Regions from separate parts of the Cricetulus griseus genome. Here region 2 is linked to region 1. The links are chromatin contacts, called in public Hi-C maps. All regions are on one chromosome and are shown on one strand. Each heading gives the region's core, a stretch centred on a gene start, on an enhancer-like site or on the middle of the called end of the contact. The rest is flanking DNA. Distances are from core to core; before and after follow the strand shown.

Region 1 (3,829 bases), core at 1,111-3,610:
AGGAGGCCCTGTGCGGACTGGATAACAGCCAATCAGCGCCTTGTTTACACTTGGTGATGGACAGCCCGCTGGCGGAGTGCCAGCCAATCAGGGCGGTCCCGCAGAAGCGAGGGAGGCGGGGCAAGAGGGGCGGCCCCGGAGCTCGGGTTTAACTCCTTGGTGTCCGCGCCGGAAAGAGACGAGAGCAGCCCATAGGAGTCGTTTGGCGTCTACTCAAATACCACCCCCAGCCTCGCCCCGCCCCAACACACACGGAAAAAGAGGGGCAGGAATTATGTATCATCGCCACCAAGACATCACCTCTCCTTCTTGAGAATAAATAACATTTGGGTAGGCAACCAAATTCTAACCGAAATATTTGCTTGCAGAATGTTTTTGGTTTTTTTTTTTTTAAAGCGGTTTGGTTCTGATGCTGATAAAGGGAATTGTTTGGAGGCTGTTTTCCATTGTAGTGAGAATTTTGTGACCGTGCAAGGACAGGCGTTGAGAAATAAATGCTAAGCACGGGTTTCACACCATGACAACCACCCCTAAAATTACCAAGCGAAGGTATTTTTAAAATCTAGGAGCTGATGGGGGAAAAGTAAACCCTTATCTTAGCAACAGAGCCTCGATTTTCATTTCGATTGTTGCTGCGCTGCGGAGTGTGGCTGCGGGAGATAAAATTGAGAGCGCACAGATAGATGGGTGGCTGGGGAAGAAAGGTTCTTCTCCTGCCTCTCGGGCAGAGCAAGGAAGGGCCGGGCGAGCATTCATGGAGTCTGTGCGGCCACGCCTCAGACCCAAGTGCAACCTCCGGCTGGGGTCCGAGTGTGTGGCGGCCTGGGAGTCGGGGTGCAAGACCGGTCTCTGCGCTTTGAAGTCTGGCCTTCGGGGGCCCCAGGTTCCGCCACCTGCCACACAGACCCCAGGGCAGTGGACAGGGCCTCTGGTTTACCGCGTGAGGCTGTTTTCTTTTTATTCCGTGCAAAAGCAAGCAAACGAGCAAAACCCCCAACTTTAGACCTGACAGGTTAAGGAAAAGCAAACACCCATAGCTCCCCCGGACGCGGACCCAAGCTCCCACTCCTTGCCCAGTCGCCAGTGCTCCTCTCCCGCCCTGCGCCACCACATTCCCATTCAGCAGCAAGGATCTGCGCAGAGGAGCTGCGCAGTCGCTCGGCTTGAATTAGGCGCCATCAGGCTTGGTAGTAGCCCTGCTGCTCCCTGATTGGCAGCTCCCTGGCCCGGCGCCAGCCTATTGGGAGGCCTGTTTACGCCGAATGAGTGGCACGAGCTCGGGGCCGTGGAGGGCCGCGCGGCCAATCAGCGCGCGGGCTGCTCCGGGTTGAGTGGCACGAGCTTATTAGTATGCAGGGCCCGTGGCTCGCCGCGCCGGGCTGCAGGTTTGAGAGCCGCTCTGGATGGGCTCGCTAGAGTCGTTGTTGTGGAAGCCGTGCATTCACAGTGCAACAGTCAGCACATTGAAAATACCAATAGGAATACAAACCAAAGTCACATTTACTGATTTAATTGTATTGCATTCAATTGTATCCAGGAAACAGCCTCCAGTAAGTAACTGAAATTGCTTTCATTTTTAAAATTTTTTTGTATTTTTATTATTTTATTTTATTTTGGCTTTTGGGGATTTACATTTTTTTTAAGCAGAAGAAATTCAGGATTGTGGTGTTAAGGAATAATAGATCTTCCCTTTTAAAATCCGTTATGATGTTGAAAGGCTTTTTTTAAAATGGACTATATATATATGTATATATGAGTACGATATTTTTTTTCCTTTGAAAAATTTTATCGATCGGTTTAAAATTCCCCCCGTAATGCGTCCTTGCTTTGCTCTGAGCGCTTCTTGTCTCGATCGACACCCTGCATTAAAAATAAATTATCCAGACAGGACAGAGACCGCCACGTTTCCTTCAGCAAGAGCCCCGCGGGTAGCCCCGAGTGGGCAGGGAGTGAGATCCCAGCTCCGGAGGAACCACGAGCGAACCCCAATTATTTGCTCCCCCATCCCGCTCCCCTCCCCCAGCAATCTTGAATGGGCCCCGCCCGGGCGCTCCCCAGCGCAGGGAACGGTCGGCTCTCGGTGGCCACGGCTGCTGCTTTCCGGGCCTCAGTGAGGGGGACAGGGGATTGGAGGGGGACTGGCAGGCTTTCAGGCTTCTCTCCCCACAGACGTAATTCTTTTCGGAACATTTCTTTTTCCTTCTGGAGGAGTGGGGGGTGGAGGGGGTCGCCCAACAGTGGGGCGTTTTCATGCGGTGCGTTCCGGGCAGCACGCGGGATCGGGGCCACGACCCTCGCGAGTGGCGTGGTCGGGGGACGGGTCCACTCCCAGAGCCGGGGTCTCTTGTTCCTCGCCGGCATGGGGTGGGGTGGGGACGGCGGGTTTCGCAGGGAGCGGGTTGTGCAGCGACGCTGGAGCCACTCGCGTCCGGTGCGCTTCTGGCTGCGGCCTGGCCTTGCAGGCCCCGCTGAGCCCACCCGCGCGGGGAACGCGGCCCGAGCGAGCCCACGGACCCCAGAGCTTGGCTTGCACGGGAGGACAAAGGCGGCTAAGACCCGGCTTTTAGATGCAAAAATCTGAAAACAAAGCAATCCTCGAGGACGCCCGGGGGTACCAGTGCTGGCCGGGCGTCTGGAGGAACCGCGGCTCTGGGGGTCACGCCCAGCCACCCGGGGCAGGTTTTCTGGGGTTCCGGTCCTTAGACGCTTTCTTATCGGCGGTTCTTATCGGCGGCCGCGAGGGGCTCTCGGCCACTTTGTTTCCTCTGGTCCGACACTGCCCGGGGTCCACTGCGGCGTCCAGTCCTGAGATGGGGCGCGAGGAGGAGGCCTCGGAGCCTGGGGACTCGCGGACGGCTGCATCGCAGCCCCGGGCCTCGGCTCTCGCATCGCGGCCCCGTTGGCTGCCGCTCCTCGTTCCGTGCCGAGCCGGCTCTCCCAGGCCCAGGGCGCGAGCATCGCAGGGCGCGCCGGCAGCGCTCCGGCAGGACGGGACACAAAGGAAGGTCCCCTTCAGTCCGGCCAGAAGCGCAGCGGCGGGCACTGGCGACACAATCCAGCCCTTGTTTGCGTAGGAAATCCTGCGGGCCGGGCGGAGAGGCACAAACGAGCCAGCGATCGGCCCGCAGGGGGTGGGGAGCCAAGCCGCGGCGAGAGCGCAAAGCCCGCGTCCCGAGAATCGCTCGCAGACCCCACTTTTCGCTCACACTTTGAGACGTCTTACTGGGGTGGGGGCCCAGAACAAAAGCCCGGCGCACACGACTCCCCGGAGGCCGTCGCGGAGCCTTGTACCGCGCGCAGCCTCCGACCCCACTCCGGCCCTCGGCGCCTTTGAAGCGGCAGGTTCCTGACCTCCCTCCCCTTCCTTCTTTCCCTTTGTCCTCCTCGGCGCCCTCCGGGGTTCGAGAGGCGCCGGCCTGGGTAGGGGCGCGCGAGTCCCTCACCGGCCCTGGGCAGCCCCTCCCCTGACCCCGGCGCCGGCAGCGCCTCGGCCTTGCCTGCGCCTTCCTCGCCCTGGCGATAGCTGAGCAGGCCTGCGCCGCGTAGAGGCGAGCTGTTTGTTGGACCCGGGGAGAGTGAAACTCCCCAGAGGGAAGAGAGCCCCAAACCCCTTTGTATGCGGTTTGAACACAAAGAGAAGTCTTTGTGTAGTCCCGTTTATTTACAATGCAAAATTCTCCGAATAAATATTAAAAAAAAGCTTATCACATGAGCAAATATGTATTCACTTAATACATTATGTTTTCGGTTATAGATTAAATCAGACACAAAATAGTGTGCAAATAAGACAGTGTAGAACCCAGAGCATAAAATATAGCAATTTAAATGG
Region 2 (3,631 bases), core at 502-3,001, 74 kb after region 1:
CACAAGCCACAACAACCTCCCCAACTGCAACCAGCGCCTGTACTGACGGCGCATGCATGAGCATGGAGCCTGTAATTGCCAATCTCGAGACACGGGACTGCACACAGCACATTCTCCTTGCAGCCACGCAATAACCCTGTTAGTATCTCCGTATGGAAGGGGGGCATTGCCAGTGTCCCCTGACTTCCACGTGTCAGAGACCCCCTGCACACGACCACATCTGCCAGAGGCCACATTCTTGGAACACCTGGTGTCATCCCTTCTCCACCACCCAACTCCTAATTGTCTTTCAAAACTGCCTCAAGCACCAAATCTTTCCCTTGCCCCTGGCTTTCTGGACCTCTGGGGCTCCAGTACTTCATCTGGGCGTGAGCATGGCCACACAGTGAACCACAAATTTCTCCAAGCCTGGACTGTGCCTTTCTTTTCTTGAGCACCCCCAGGGCTGAGCCTATCCTGTTACATACAGAAGGACCTCTCCCAAAAGACATGTTGAATTAACGAAGGCTCCCTGACCTCAGAGCCATCTGGGCAAACTCCAGTGTGTGCTGGCCGACAAGGCACCCTTGAGAGGACACCCATAAAGAGGATCCAAGTCCCCGAGACAGAACTCAGGGTCCCACTACTGCCCTGAGCCCACTGCAGAGACGTCAAGGTACCTAATGGAAAGGGCTCGCCTAGGAGGGCAGCTGAGACACCTGAACAGCAGCATCCTCCGTCTCCTAGCTCCGACTTACAAGATGTCTTCTACAGTGGAAAAGGTTCAACCCAATCCCACCTATCCATCGCGAGGCTGCCTCAGTAGGAGACAGGACACACCTATGCGGCATGGACCTACTGCTCACGAAGCAAAAACCCAGTCTTTTGTGACACACTTGAGCGGGTGCAGGACACACTCCTGTCGCTGGCCCCGGGCACCCTGACACACCACCACCACCCAGCTCTCCCGTCCGCAACACAAACTGGCTGTAGACATGTCAGCCCAGCTTCCTTTGCTCCAAGGTGGGCCTGGATCCAGTCAGTGGGGAGCACTAGAAAGCCTGAGGAACGTATACACCACCCAGTACCTCCCTGCCAGGTCACTGCGTGCCCTTTCTAAGGTCACAGCTCCTGAAAGGGGCCCATTTCTCCACTACAGCTCCCCTTCGTTACTAGCCTGGGCACCACACATCTCTCCTTTAATTCATGTATTTTCCATTTATTCAACTCTCCCCAAATGTCCCGTCTGAGGGTGCCATAAAAATGTAAGACCGCATCAATTGCCCGTATCAAAAAACATTCTTGCATGTTCCACTTGGAGTAGTTTGGAGGGGAGGCTAATGGAAACGGTCAGGGGGAGGCTATCCCCAAGCCTGAACGGGGGCCACCTCTCTTTGTGTCCCCAGGGCATGAGAAGTGTCAAAGCCGGACTCCATCCAAGAATGAATCGATGCCTCCCCCACTGAACAGCAGGACCGTGTCTTCTTCCCTCCACCCCACCCGCTTCAGCCTCCGAGCAAACCCAGGTGGCGCTCTTCTGCCTCCCCGTCACCTCCCAGGGGGGGCAGGGACAGCCCCGCGTTGGCCCCACTACCGCCCGCCCGGGAGGCTCTGCGCTCCCGAGGCGCTGAAGGAGCCTGACGACGCCCCCACGGGACCGCAGGGATCCCCAGGGCAACGCGGTCGCCGTCAGGTCCCCGAGGCGCGCGGTGCGCGTCCCCACTCCCGCCCCGCCCTCCCCTAGCAGGGAGCCACCCCACGTGGGGCGGCGGGGGCTCTCGGCTTTGGCGCGTGATTGGTCGCCGAGCAGCCAATTAGAGGGCCTCTGCTGCTCCGGCCGCGCCAATTGGCCGAGGGCGGGCGGGCGGCGGGGCGGGAGCGGGGCTCCCTTTTGTTCTCGGCGCCCGCGCCGCGCGCCCGCTCCGGCCCGCCACCTGCGCGCCCACCCCGGCCCCGGCCCGGCCCGCCCGGCCCGGCCCCGCGCGCCTCCCGGAACCCCGCTTGTTCGCACACGCGAGCCAGGAGCCGCCGCCCGCCACGCAGCCCGCTCAGGGGCTGACCTTGGACGGGCACTTGCATTCTCTGTCCCCGGTTTCCCATCCTCGTTTCCTCCGTGTCTCCTGGGAATTGTGGCGAAGAACAGGACCCGGCAGCCAGCATGGGATGTTTCCTAAAACCTGACTTCAGGGATGTGAGGGCTCCCGTCTTTGCGAAGAGAGGCCACGTGGGAAACTGCCCAGAGAGCGTCTTTACTAACCTGAGCCTCTTTTCCCAGCCAAGACTCACTGGGCTGGGGCGGGCATGGGACAGGCTCCCGCCCTGACTCTCCTAAGTCAGCCTCTTTCTTTTTTATTTCCCCGTTTTCTTTCTCCGGTTTTTCGAGACAGGCCTTCTCTGGGTAACAGTCCTGGCTGTTCTGGAACTCGCTTTGTAGACCAGGCTGGCCTCGAACTCAGAGATCTGCCTCCCTCTGCTGGGCTTAAAGGCGAGCGCTACCACCGCCCGGCTCACCCTTTCTCCAATCAGTCACCTGTAGTGGACTCTGTCTGGAGTGGAAAGTGGTGGCTCAGAAGCGTGGAGCCAGCAACAGGCTTTAGGCTGAACTGGGGTGTCGGGGGTCAGGTCTGGGTCTCCTGACCTCTGCTCCCAACACTTTCCACCTAGAAACTGCTTCAGCGCAATTCCTCAGCAAAGCAGAGGCTGCAGGCATCCACTGCAGCCAGGCCACAGTGCTGCAGGCTGTAGCCACAGACACCCTCTCCGCACAGCCTGCAGGGGAGGCGTCAGGCCCTGGGAACCCTCACTGCCCTCACAGCATGCATGGATAGACTTGGAAAGTCTGCTCAAGTTCGTTCAGGTTGTTGGAGAAGAGAGAGTAGGTTGGCCAAAGTGGGGGCATTTCCAAGGTCACCCTCCTAGAATTAGGAGTCTAAAAGAACCTGTGTCAATGTATCCCTAGCAAACTGTAGCCTGACACTAGTGGCCCTGGCAGGTGTCCTAAGTGTGGGGTGCTGGGCAGAGGGGAGCCCCGACCCCATGAAGTTTAAACACACCCCTTTCCCTGCTGTTTTGAGACCACACAGCCTGTGCTGATAAGAGACTGGAAGTACTGGAGGTGGCCGGTGTGGAAAGAACCTCTGGTGGGAACCAGTGGTGGCTGTGTGCCCTCGGGCTCCCAGGCATTCTGCCTTTGCAGCCTCCACCACTTTAACCTTTGGGGGCTCTGCAAAAGCCAGGAGTCTACATCCAGGAGATGTGACTTTCCCCGGGTGTGAAAGGAAACCATTGTAGAGGTACGAGGAAGGGTCTGGGTCCTTCAGGCAAGACGGACAATAAAAATTAGGTAGTGGGCACTGACCCAGCTGACCAGGACAGACCCCACCTGCTACTGAGTCCCCCCAGTCCCCCCAGTCCAGGCTGTCAGCCTGGAATGAATGCTTCTCTCCAAAGATCAGGACTGGTGCTGAGGGGGGAGGGGTGCCGTCTGTGAGTCAGGCAGAGAGCCCCCTGCCCGCAGCCGTGGTCACCTGCAGTCACAGCTAGTCACTGCCTCACCTCAGTTGCATGCTAGGGTGCGTCACCCTTAAGTCTGAGAGTCCAATCATCCCTGTTCTTTGGAGTCGAGCAACCGTTAGTGGGCTCCCTGGGGCAC

What was found. A called contact is a pair of places that touch in the nucleus more often than the background predicts.
Region 2: a Hi-C map of the CHO-K1 cell line shows a contact between it and region 1, with 2.9 times the contacts expected there. The contact joins the enhancer-like site here to the promoter of LOC118239205 in region 1. A contact is called at or near these places in 2 of 8 Hi-C or Micro-C datasets (both in the CHO-K1 cell line).

What each region holds. Positions count from the first base shown.
Region 1 is chr7:132,740,981-132,744,809 of CriGri-PICRH-1.0, forward strand. It overlaps LOC118239205 (translation initiation factor IF-2-like), which reads right to left and starts at 2,361. Exons shown (of 7, transcript XM_035448178.1): 1 at 2,044-2,361; 2 at 794-893. The coding sequence starts at 2,361. Bahcc1 (BAH and coiled-coil domain-containing protein 1) reads left to right here and starts at 1,351. Exons shown (of 29, transcript XR_004770886.1): 1 at 1,351-1,550.
Region 2 is chr7:132,815,585-132,819,215 of CriGri-PICRH-1.0, forward strand. No RefSeq gene overlaps it. Among named protein-coding and RNA genes, the nearest start is that of Actg1, 25 kb to the right of the region's middle. Within about 2 kb of position 1,752, at least 5 of the 6 cell types and tissues checked have open chromatin away from gene starts, as enhancers often do. A contact at or near this core is called in the CHO-K1 cell line, where this site is marked.